Linked DNA regions of Zea mays: region 1 is linked to region 2. A link is a contact called in public Hi-C data. All regions are on one chromosome and are shown on one strand. The core of a region is the stretch at or near the end of the contact, and the rest is flanking DNA. Distances in the headings are between cores, read along the strand shown.

Region 1 (3,559 bases), core at 356-2,855, 170 kb after region 2:
GATTTGCTCCAACTGATACAATTTCTTCAGCAAAGCATGATTTTAGAGATACTATTTGTCTCTTCCCCTGCACCGTCATCACGCTGGTGTTAGAAAGGAGGGAGCCTAAGGTTGATCAACACCGAGAAACATATAGTTTTCTTGCCAAAATGTTGTAGATAGTTATTTCTCTTTTGTTTAGGAGGTGCAGTGGGTGTCCTCCTAATTTATAGTCGAGTGGCTTCAAGATAAACTCACGCAAAAAGGAAAAAAACGACTCACCTAGGTATCTAAGGTCTGATTGGTTCGGTTCCGAACTTAACATGCAATATATAGGCAAAATTAAAGTAGAATTTATGCATAATTTTAGCTTTTTAGCATTTAAATGTGGGGATGACGATGACGGTAAAAACTATGAAAACGAATGTTTTATATAGTAGAGACTCGCAAAAAATAGAGACAAAAAATTAAACTAGAAATTGACATAAAATAGATACCAAAACAACATGGGTATTCACGTATAGTTTATTTTCTCATGTCTCTATTCAATTTGTTGCAAGAAGCAAGCTATTTAAGTGGGCGCTGTCTTCATCTGGTATTAAACTTCCCATCATGCCACAAGATGAGTGGACCTTTAAGATTTACTCAGAATTTATTATAAAACTAATGAGTGTTAGCCCAAGTAGTTAAACCTTTATATCCTTGACCATTGATATATATATAGTAAGCCTAGTCCAGTCAATGTGTTATATATATATATAGACACACACATTTGTGCCGTGAGATTTATGTTTTTGAATTTACCATGAGAAATTTTTTTGTGGTATATAATTCATATGTTCTGAAATGGTAAGATTTTTTAAATGTATGGTCAAACATAGTGGTAATATATAATGTTTACCTTAGTATAAACCAAATGTGGCATGTAAAAAAGAAAAAAATGTGAACAATTACGCGCATGTGCTTTTTTCCATTTAAATGTGTGTGTGTGAGAGAGAGAGGGAGAGGGAGCTAGAGAGAGAGAGAGAGAGAGAGAGGGAGAGAGAGAGAGGGAGAGAGAGAGAGAGAGAGAATGTGGTCAAGCGCCGTGACAACGAGCCAAACAAGCCGGAATGAGGACAATGTCGTCACGAATGCGGCGGTTTCGGACTTTAATCTTGTACGCTACGTGCCCTACTACAGCTCTACCTGAGTGACTTCGCTGACATCTGATCAAGTTTTGCTTTCATTAATTTTAGCGATCGACCAAGACATGGGTGCGTGAGTACATGTGTGTGTGCGGCGTGAATGCATGCATATCATGGTGCAGATCGACCCCGCGCAGTGCTGCAAACACATGTTGGCGTGCAACGCAGCTACAAACGAGACGACAGCTAGCAACAACGTCCGCATGCATGTCGTATTTGCTCTCTGGCCAATAATGATCGAAATAATCCAGTTGGCATGCATGCGTGTGTGTTCTGATCGACGCGATGATATCATATATATCCAGTCGATCGAGCAGTTGGAGGAACGGAGGAGCACGAGACAGTGACACTTGACGGCGTGTATTATACAATAATACAATAATACTGAGTGCGTGCATGCATTGTTTTGTCGTTCTCTCATATAAGAAAAAAAGTGAGTGCATTATTGTTGCATATACAACAACGTGCCACGAGCTGTACAACGGCAGCCACGCACAGCACCAGCTACTGCATACCGCGAATACCATTTGACTGCACTGCTGCAGCCTGCAGATGCGTACACAACGCTAGCTACTTCCTACACTACACAACATAAATGACAACATAAATGGTAACAATAATGATTCTCACTCGATTAATAAGTTTAAATAGGACAATATTAGTTTTTAGTGTAACTGAGATTGCACCATATTATAACTTTAGGGTCCTATTTAAACTTGTTAATCGAGTGAGAATCATTATTGTTACCATTTATGTTGTGTAGTGTAGGAAGTAGCTAGCGTTGTTTACGCATCTGCAGGCTGCAGCAGTGCAGCCAAATGGTATTCGCGGTATGCAGTAGCTGGTGCTGTGCGTTGAAAACTACGTGCAAGCATGCGCAAGAAGCCATTATTGAGATCTTTTGCGTATTCCAACTGCAGTATTTCTTTAAGGCAGCCTGTCCATTCTCGAGAGATTACTGAACAGCATCGTGTCGTCAGAAGTTTAATGTTTCTTTCTTTCTTTCTTTCAGGAACACGGGATCGAATAGTGTACACGCAAACCGTTTTAGTGTCAGATCTGACCATGTTAGATTCTATGGTGCCTATAGGATCGATTTCTAAGCGTCTAGAGTACCAATCCATATCTACAATACCTCGATGATGAGTAGATCTATTTTACTGAGGGATATTGGTACACAAACATTCATTGTTATTCCTAGCCATCATCGTGGCGGCGTCTTGAACCAAAGTACCGCCTCCTCCTCCTTCCCGATGGGATGATGGGGATCTGAGACATAGTCACAGCTCTTCCAGTCACTTCGAGCGTCTAGGGGATCGGTTCCTCTCATTATGTCGATTACGGTTTTGTGGTCGAGCGATTAACGTTGGCTAAACCCGTCGGCCCCCTTAATCTATTTATATGGCGTCGTGTGACTGGGGCTGCAACCAAAAGTTAGGATAGCACCCCCGATCAGGGTCACGTTTGACGGTTAGGATTAACCCTACCTCGGTTACTGTTAACCGACTAGTGTAGAGGACACATCCTAACAATCTCCCCTTTGTTCTCTACATACCTCTCACTCAAAAATTTATGAATTCTATTATTTGACAAGTTTACACATAGAGACCAATGCGTGACAATGATCTATTAAGTATTGCCGCACGCATTGACTACATCATGCTCCCCTGCTTTAGAACGAAAAAACTTTACTAGGTTACAATCTGTAACCCCTGTGATTCAGGATCATAGGTACTCCCTTAATCGCATGTCAGCTGCGTGCTTACTAAACAAGCTAGGTGGAAGACCTTTTGTGAGCAGATCCACAAGCATCTGATAGGTTCTTATATGCTCAACTTCAATTGTGTGATCCAGAATATTTTCCTTAACAATATAATACTTAATGTCAATATACTTGGAAGAACCACTTGACTTATTGTTATGGGAGAAAAATACCGCTGGCTCATTGTCGCAGTAAATTCTCAGTTGTCGCTCTATGCTATCAACCACTCTTAATCCGGGTACGAATTTCTTTATCCATATCGCCTGTCCAGTTGCCTCATATGTAGCTACAAACTCAGCGTGCATTGTCGACAATGCTCTCGCTGACTGTTTCCAACTCTTCCAAGAAATAGCTCCCCAGAGAGCATAAATATATACCGTGAAGTGGACTTCAGTGTATCTCTACACCCTTCCCAGTCGGCATCTGCATAGCCAATTATTTGTAGGGGACTAAATCTTCTGTACGTAAGCATGAAACCTTTAGTACCTAGAAGGTACCTTAGAGCCTTCTTGATTGCTTTTCAGTGATCTATGCCTGGATTTTTCTGATAGTGTCCAAGCATCCCGGTGGTAAAAGCTAAGTCAGGACAAGTACATTCTTGAGCATACATAATGCTTCCGATAGCTGAAGC
Region 2 (3,576 bases), core at 983-3,482:
CCATTTTTTTTATTTTTTTTGCATTCCTCCTCCACGCTACATCGCTATACTGCTCGGCGTCGGCGCACGAAACACGGTGGTGGTCACCTTTTTTTTTGTTTCCTCTCAAACTTGGGCGGCATATATAATAAATAAGTTACTACATCCATCCTATAACTTACTTTCACCACGTTTTAGCTCTGTCTTGGACGGCTGGACCCACATATCAGTGGCTCATCGCCATCGACGTGTGGGTAAAAAAAGAGAGAGGGAGAGGAGGGAGGGGTGGAGGTCGCATATGCACTCCTCTGTCCACGGCGGCATGTACAAAACTCAGGACGGACGACGGCCGCCGTCGGCGGCTAATGCTGGTAGGAGCCCTGCGACGCCGGGGACGGCACGGTGGAGGCGGTCCGGACGGTGGCGGAGGAGGCGGTGGTGGCGGACGACAGTCGCGGCGTGGCCGTGGCCGTGGGGCGCGCCTGCCTGATCACCACGGTGGGCAGGCCCGGGCTGCGCGCCCGCCGCTGCTGCTCCTTCACCAGCTCCGCCGCGAACGCGTCCAGCTTCTCCCGGTTCGACTTCTCCGACACCCGCCGCCCCCGGAACAGCTCCGCCTCCACGTTCCGCTGCGCCAGCATGCCGTCCGCCGCCGCTGCCGCCTTCTTCGCGTCCAGCGACCGCAGCGCCTTTCTCCCGGAGCACGACGCCTGGATGGATCGATCGGAGGCCCAGCACCAGCAGAGCGGGGGATGACGTTAATTATTCATGGCACGGACGGTGTGTGGCTGGCGGTACAAAGTCAAAAGAACAGCAGAGACACCACAACCCACCTGGATGCGAACGTAGTTGCGCCCGCACGTGTGCCCGAACGCCATGGCCACCGCTTGGTCGACCTGCACAAGGCCGGGGCGCCGGTCAGTGCTTTTTATTACCACGAGTATGAGATCAAAACCAAGATAAATTTCGACGGCAGCCGTGTGTGGTGTACTGACGAATCAATCAGGGGAGGCGGAGCGCCGGAGCGGGGGTTGGTTCTTACCATGTCGGCGACGCCCTCGGCGGTGAGGCGTACCATCTCGGCGGGCGACGGCGAGCGCGGCGGGATGGGCGTGCGCCAGCCGGCGGAAGGTGCGGCGCCGGCGGAGCATCCCGAGCCGATGGAGACGACGAGGAGGTCGTCGACGCCGGCGGCGAGCGGGAACTCGTGCTTGTTGTGGAGCACGTGCGTGATGGCGGCCGCGGTGGGGTTGCCCATGGCGGCGACGCCGCCGGACGCGGCGGCGATGGCCGTGCGCCCGTCCACCGACCGCACGGCCGCCGCGGCACCACCACCGGCGCAGGTGGCGGCGCACACGTCACGGAGCCGGAAGTCGAAGCTGTCGCTCTCCACGGCGTCGGCGCGGGAGAAGAGGAAGGGCGCCGCCGTGGCCAGGTCGTAGCAGGGGACCAGCAGCGGCGCCACGGTGTCCCTGAGCGTGGCGTCCCCGAACACGCGCCGCAGCGGCGACGGCCTCTCCCCGCGCCGGAACAGCGCGGCCCACCTGCTCCGGAGCCCGCCGCCGACGCCGCCGCCCCACCCGCCGTGCCTCCCGAGGCTGGACGCCACGAACGCCAGCGCGTCGGCCGCCGTGTACCGCGCCCTCCCGTCGTCGCCCCGCAGCAGCAGCATCGCGGCCAGCACGCCCCCGGCGCCGGCCCCGGCCGCGGCGTCGAAGAAGTCGGCGACGCGCGCGTCGGGGTCCCCCGCGCGCGCCCGCAGCGCGGCCTCCAGCCTCGCCAGCGCGGCCGCCGCCAGCAGCGCGTCGCCGGGGCCCGGCCCGCACCCGTCGATCGCCAGCACCCGCACCCTGCCCCTGTCCCTGTCCTCGCCGGGGCCCGGCCGCCCCGGCGTGCCCGGCACGGAGCCGGCGCCGAAGAGGAACTTGCTCTCCAGCAGCGAGAAGATCTCGTAGCTGAGCTTGCCCAGGTCCACGTCGGGCGGAGGCGACGCCATAGCTGCTGCAGCTGGCGGGTGATGGGAGGTGGTGGGACGGGAGGGTTGGGAGGAGTAGGAGAGCGGCGAGCCGTCGGTTGAGGTGGTGATGGCTCGACTGCTCAGCGCGCGCTCGCGGCCTGCTTATAGATGGCCGCACTGCAGCCACCAGTCAAGCGTTGCGTCTCTACTCTCAGCTGCGCTGCGCCACGCCGCCACGAGAAAGAGGCGGGTTTCACTGAAACCGTGTCCCGTAGAGGTTGGCGTAGACACGCGCACACGTGGAGTGGAGAGCGGCGCATCGGCTGACGGGCCGAGGAGACCGCCCGCCGACGGCCCGCACAGCGGCGTGTCGCACTCGCCATTAGCTGGCAGCCTGGCACGTGGACGGGTTGTCTAGTTCGCTGACTGGCATGTGGACCGTAAGCGGCGGGCCCATCGTGTCAGTGTTGTAGCGGTGGAGCGCACGTGTGGCGGCGTGACCGACGGGATGCCGGTGCGGTGGGGCCGCGCAGTTCTACTTACGTAGGCCCGGTGTGTCAGAATCCATTCCTGCACATATCCGGGCTGCGTCAGCATGCCATTGTGTACTCTGAAGCGTACGGTGCTCCGTTTTCGGCACCGAGAAAATAACGCATCTGAAAGTTAGGTCATGTTCATTTACTTCCAGAGTTATATAATACAGATTATATAATGATTTGTTTATAGATTATGGCCCTGTTTGTTTCGGCTTCTGGCAGCTTCTTGCCATCAAAAGCTGCTGCGGACTGCCAAACGCTCAGCTTTTCAGCCAGCTTCTATAAAATTCGTTGGAGCAAAAACCATCCAAAATAAACATAAACATATAATCGGTTGAGTCGTTGTAATAGTAGGAATCCGTCACTTTCTAAATCCTGAGCCCTATGAACAACTTTATCTTCCTCCACACATAATCGTAATAATATTCAGATTCTCCCCACAGCCAGATTCTTCTCACAGCCAGATTTTCAGAAAAGCTGGTCAGAAAAAAGCTGAACCAAACAGACCCTATATAATCTACCTAATAACCTGTATCGTTTGTTTATCCTTTAACCTTTAACTTAGGTAAACTGGTTTATATAATCAATAGAGTAAACAAATAGTTCGGAAGCAATAGCAGTCCAACCTGAGGAAGGTTTCATAGACAACTAAATATCTTATTTAAATAACAATTCATGGCTCATCCCGAAGAAAATGGAGATTTTGGAAGGATTTGATATTTCAAACTAGTTCAAAGCGTGAGTTTAGATTGAGGAATCAATTTATTTTAGATAAAAGTGATTATTTTTAGATGAAGTGGTGTACTATATATTTTTTTCATCGGATATAGTAGAATAGTTCTGTTTATGATGAACTACATGACTCAATATACTCTATAAACCAAACGAAAACAATAATATGATGATAGACCACATATATTATTCCACCAACCAAGCAGTCCTAGGATTTCAACCCCGCGCTCCATTCAAAGGAACCTTGTCGTTCCAACGATGTTTCTAAACAAAACAGTGAAAATTACCTACCGCATTTAAAAAAACTTTGCCTATCACGGAATTGAAATTTTGAAACAAAACGTGGCATCCATGCAATTAAGGACGACGAAT

The links. Hi-C and Micro-C count contacts between places; a contact is called where the count stands out from the background.
Region 1: a contact with region 2 is called in a Hi-C map of endosperm, with 2.3 times the contacts expected there. The contact joins the enhancer-like site here to the promoter of LOC103650493 in region 2. A contact is called at or near these places in 2 of 25 Hi-C or Micro-C datasets (endosperm and leaf).

Annotation. Positions count from the first base shown.
Region 1 is chr3:124,060,231-124,063,789 of Zm-B73-REFERENCE-NAM-5.0, forward strand. All of the region lies in intron 6 of LOC109945085, which reads left to right. Among protein-coding and RNA genes, the nearest start is that of LOC109945085, 54 kb to the left of the region's middle. Within about 2 kb of position 1,606, at least 6 of the 20 cell types and tissues checked have an H3K27ac peak or open chromatin away from gene starts, as enhancers often do. A contact at or near this core is called in endosperm and leaf, where this site is marked.
Region 2 is chr3:123,890,145-123,893,720 of Zm-B73-REFERENCE-NAM-5.0, forward strand. It overlaps LOC103650493 (patatin-like protein 3), which reads right to left and starts at 2,233. Exons shown (of 3, transcript XM_008676080.4): 1 at 1,022-2,233; 2 at 813-875; 3 at 1-689. The coding sequence starts at 1,975. The coding sequence ends at 342.